Regions from separate parts of the Salmo salar genome. Here region 1 is linked to region 2. A link is a contact called in public Hi-C data. All regions are on one chromosome and are shown on one strand. The core of a region is the stretch at or near the end of the contact, and the rest is flanking DNA. Distances in the headings are between cores, read along the strand shown. Region 1 holds the start of itpk1a (inositol-tetrakisphosphate 1-kinase a). Region 2 holds the start of btbd7 (BTB (POZ) domain containing 7).

What was found. A called contact is a pair of places that touch in the nucleus more often than the background predicts.
Region 1: a contact with region 2 is called in a Hi-C map of gill, with 3 times the contacts expected there. The contact joins the promoter of itpk1a here to the promoter of btbd7 in region 2. A contact is called at or near these places in 2 of 3 Hi-C or Micro-C datasets (blood and gill).

What each region holds. Positions count from the first base shown.
Region 1 is chrssa15:46,355,341-46,358,040 of Ssal_v3.1, forward strand. It overlaps itpk1a (inositol-tetrakisphosphate 1-kinase a), which reads left to right and starts at 1,338. Exons shown (of 11, transcript XM_014145058.2): 1 at 1,338-2,582. tmem251 (transmembrane protein 251) reads right to left here and starts at 1,131. Exons shown (of 2, transcript XM_014145063.2): 1 at 818-1,131.
Region 2 is chrssa15:46,184,052-46,186,751 of Ssal_v3.1, forward strand. It overlaps btbd7 (BTB (POZ) domain containing 7), which reads left to right and starts at 1,252. Exons shown (of 11, transcript XM_014145060.2): 1 at 1,252-1,705.

The DNA.
Region 1 (2,700 bases), core at 88-2,587, 170 kb after region 2:
ACTTTGTGCGATTAATTTAACAGCTATGAAACAAAACGGAGGAAATAATTTTAAAACTGCTTATGCGGCAGTTATTTTACTAGGAATGTGATCATACTATTTTTTTCACAAATGCGAGTGAAATGCTCGCACTGTAGAGCCCTGACCACCCGCCAACGTGGCTATGAAATATACATTTTACCCGCCAATGCTAAAATCTACCCGCATTTGGCAGGTGTTAATTTTAGGCCCTGTTCATCATATTATCTCTCTAGTCTAGTCGAAACGTTGCTAATGCCACGATCAGGACAACGCGCATCCGGCGTGAGATTTGGCACGGAAAATGTACCTCAATGGCAGTGCACTCCTAATTATCCCAACTGACAAATAGAGAAGATTAAAATACTGCTAGACTTTAATGACTGCTAGTTTTTTTGCCAGCATACTAGGCTAACTAATGCTACAGCAACCCATTTGATTAGACAACCCTTCCGGTAACTACTCACCCCCAACGCTAGACGTCGCATTTTCATGGAATCCAATGGGCTGCTATAGCATTAGCTAGCCTAAAATGCGGACGAGAAACTTGCTGTATTTGAATCTTCTAGATTTGTTAGTTCGGATAATTAGGAGTACAGTGTCATCCCCCATCCCTGGATTGAGGTACATTATATCTCGCGCCGCGTTACGACTAGAGAGAGAATGTAATTAACATCTAGTCGGATTCTGGCTAACTAGCTAGGCAGTCAAGTTAACGTAAGCCTAGTTAGCTGAAAATGGTAGACCACATGATTTGACAGATGGAAAGTGTGTAACATTAGCTAGCCATGAAGCTCACCTTTCTTTACATGACAAACAGTTTCGTTGACGAGGCAACTTGCTGTGATTTCATTTTTAATCCATGTTCATATTATTTCATAACCCCAGGCCATTTAATAAACCAACAACAACACCGATTGCCTTTCTTCCTTGTCATATGACTGACCAGAGACATTAGAAAATGAGATAATGCCGCGTTCATAACAACTAGGTACTCGGAAATCTCGAACTTCTGACTTCAGGTCGGAAAGTCTAGAAAGATGCCCGTGTTTCCGCTTGATATTCTGAGTTGGGTGACAGTTCACAACGAATTTTCCTTGTCGGAACTCATTTTTTCCGAGTTATCTTGAACGCTTGGAAGCCGGGGATTTCCGAGATTCCAGTTGTTTTGAACGCGGCATATATACCAACAGGAAATGAATGGAGAAATGTATAACGCTCCGCCCAGCCGACTGTCGACCAATCGCGTTTATGTTGTCAGTTTGCGTCACAGGTTGCTAAACTGGTCGTCGCGTAATCCCTTCTAAAGGTCAGGGTTTGAGTCGAGAAACCTGCCTATTTTGCTCGAAAGTACACGTTAATTATCTCAAATCCTGGAAAATAGGTTTTAAAATTGAGCTTCTTGTTCATTTAATTCGTGCTCATGTTGGGTTTTTGACTCCTTGAAGACGAGAGGTCCTTGTCCGAGTTTTTGTAGAATGCACCGTACTGACTAATGCCGGGTTCAAAACAACTGGGAACTTGTACATGTCTAACTTCAGTGCGTTCAAAACAACTGGAACTCAGAAAAAACGAGCTCCGACTGGAAATAATTGATTTGAACCGTCATCCAACTCGGAATTCCAATTGGTGAACTCGGGCCTCTTTCTAGATCTTCGACTTTCCGACCTGAAGATCACTGACGTCATGATTTGACCTTGTGTTTTTCGGAGTTCCTAGTAGTTTTGAATGCGGCAAATGTACGGACAACGTGAAATCCATAGATAGGGGGCCTAATGAATTTATTTCAATTGACTGATTTCCTTATATGAACTGTAACTCGGTAAAATCGTTGAAATTGTCTTTGTTCTTTATAGTTACAGACATGTATTTTTCGGTAACTGGTGACGACCCGATATTCGGGATACAACAGCGTCACAGAAGTTGAAATAAGATATGTTGCTTGTGTAGGCTACTAGAATATAGAGTTTTTAAGGGGGATATATACGTATTTAATAAGGCACTGTATGCACGCAAAATTGTATGCATTTGTGTTGCACATCCACATTCATACAGTACAGCATGCCAGGAAAAGTATTCCAATATATAGTCTACCCGTTGTCTGTCAAATGAATGGCCTACCACTAGATGTCGCAATGTGAGCAGTGCACCTTAGCCTAGTAGTCTACCGGTATTATCTTATCTTTCTACCGTTTTGTGTAGATATCATCCAACAATCATCAACATTTATTTAGCCAGTGTGCGCAATTTTGACCATGTTCACTTTAGCATATTTTCCCCATTTCACCCACCTCAATCTATGGATTGAGTGAATTGACAGCTGAGCTGATTGTGTCACCCAATAGGTAACTTAATTGGTGCCTCCTCCCACTGATATGACAGCACGACATTCAAGTTTATTAAAAGCTTTTCACAATTCATCTGGGCCTGTTATTATAGGAATAGCGTCCAATGCATCATCTTTTCTGAGCTGACCATTTGGGCATATCAGGTTCTCTTGCAATTATTTGACTGTTCATCTTAACCAACAATCAAGGGACCTGTTGCGGTGAAGACCAGATCAGGTACGTGGTGTCTAATTTTGTAGGCTAGCAAGTATTAACCCAAAATAGCCTATTTGTGTGTATGTTTTGGTGGTTTCTGGGCTACACAAAGGCTACAATTAATAGGGCTATAGCCTAA
Region 2 (2,700 bases), core at 2-2,501:
GAAAACCAGGGAATTTATTGAAAGTTCCAGTAATTAAGAGCTCACAGAATCAATAGTCTATTAAACAAACTCTCAAACAGGCAACAGAAGCAGGATCTGTCTTATTTCTGTAGATATATATGGATGATTTATAAACCCATGCACATTTAACAGTTAGGCTAGCTAGCTAATTAACTACAATTCCCTGGTTTCCCAAAAATCCTGGTAGGAGGATTCCGGATTTCCTGCTTATTCCATCCTGGTTCTGGCACACCTCCAACCGAGATTTAGGGGAAACCAGGGAATTTATTGAAAGTTCCAGTAATTTTGCAACCCTAGTTGCACCATTGTTCGTACATAATATAACCATATACAATTTCAGTAGCACATATTTTAGAGTATTATATTAGTCCACTGAGACAGGCGCGAATCAGACTGGTGTCTCGTGCACCATGAAAAAGTATATATAACCTCAGCAAAAAAAGAAACGTCCCTTTTTCAGGACCCTGTCTTTCAAAGAAAATTCATAAAAATCCAAATAACTTCACAGACCTTCATTGTAAAGGGTTTAAACACTGTTTCCCATGCTTGTTCAATGAACCATACACAATTAATGAACGGTCGTTAAGACACTAACAGCTTACAGACGGTAGATAATTAAGGTCACAATTATAAAAACTTAGGACACTAAAGAGGCCTTTCTACTGACTGGAAAACACCGAAGAAAGATGCCCAGGGTCCCTGCTCATCTGCGTGAATGTGCCTTGGACCTGCTGCAAGGAGGCATGAGGACTGCAGATGTGGCCAGGGCAATGAATTGCAATGTCTGCGCTGTGAGACGCCTAAGACAGCGCTACAGTGAGACAGGATGGACAGCTGATCATCCGCAGTGGCAGACCACTTGTAAAACAACACCTGCACCCTATATATAGGGTTAGATGGCAGTGCAATTTCATTCCCCCCATTTATTTTGTGAGCAAATTACATTTACATTACATTACATTTAAGTCATTTAGCAGACGCTCTTATCCAGAGCGACTTACAAAATGGTGCATTCACCTTAAGATATCCAGTGGAACAACCACTTTACAATAGTGCATCTAAATCTTTTAAGGGGGGGGGTTAGAAGGATTACTTTATCCTATCCTAGGTATGTGCTATGCACTTTCCAAACAGTGAAAGGCAGCAATATGCAACATAAAGTCTAGTCTGCCGCAAAGCCATATGAAGAAGTAAAGTGCAATGAGGTTATCTTGAAGCTAGTGGGAGCACGCGACCAACATCACCTGCCTAACCAGAATGTGCAACACTGGAGTTTTCCATTTGGCCACAGCGCCTCTTCTACTCGTCCACAAACCAAACAATCAGCAAAGTGTCGTGCAGTTGACATCAACCAGGGTCAGTGTACCTTTTGGCCAATGGATTTTGCAGTATAACGTGGAACCTGACACTCCAAAGTGGAGTAGCCCACTGTTAGCAAAAAGAGAAGTCTAGTTTACCCATTTTAGACAGTGGAAAACGGAATACCAGAAACCAACGATCCACAGTTGACACTCGAGTGCGAGAGGACTACATTTATGTATTTGGGTTGTGTTGCTTTAGCTAGCTAAACTTGCACACCACCGTGGGGACTGTTAGCTAAAGTAGCAACCCAAACGAATAGTCTACGAAGTCAAATCATACCGTACGAGGAAGAGGGCTGCAAAATCATACTTGACCCTATGAGGTAGGCTTGCTTACACTTATGTGGAGTTCATAGCTATGTCTAAATAGCTAGCTATATTTAATTGTACTTGCATTAGCTAGATAACTAATGTTGCTTCATATCCTATCGTTAGCAATTGCAACACCATCGACAGCGACAAACCACGGGTAGTTAGCGTTAGCACGAAGCTAGCTAACTTAACCGTCCCAACGTTCTTGGTCGCGCAGCTAACAAACGTTAGCTAGCTATATAACGTTTCTATCGTTAGTTAGCTAGGTATGATTTGACGTTAGCAAGTGACTCACTAACTAACCTTAGTTACCGTTACAGGTAACGTTAAAACTAGCTAACGAACGTTAGTTGGAAAAATGATCAACGCTAGCTAGGTAGCCTAACTACAGTAGCTACCTAACTTATTACGTAAACTAACGTTAACCGACTCAGATAGTTTGCCCCACAGACCAACTAACGTTACCTTAGCTAACTATCACTTTGAAGTGGACAATAAGCCTAGACTAACGGAGTACTGTAAAGTTGCGAAGGACAATTAAGCGTTAACGTTAGCTATTTGAGGATGTAACGCGTTAGTTAGCTATCCGTGTTATAATTCTAAAATATTTGATTAAAGCGACTTTCTAGCCAGGAGAAGTGGGATTGAAGTTGGTTGCTAGCTACCATAGAGATCATGTTACGTTGCTACAGCCAGCTAGCCAGACAACGTCACCAAGCAAACCAGGTTAGCAAAGTACTTTTTTATTCTTGTGTATTGGCCAACCTGTACTTTGATTTGTTGTGAAACTATAACGTTAGTTAAGTTGAGGGTTTCGTCATGTTTTGGTAGCTAAGTTAGCGAGGTTAGGTATCACGTGACCAACATCAGACCATGGGTTATGCATTTTTGTATCGACTTTTCTGCCTTCCTCTTCTCGTTACTATCTGCCCTTACACCCCATGCGATATAGTAGAATCAAACATTTGTTACAGAAGCAAGAGTTCGCGACGAAGTAGGCTACTTG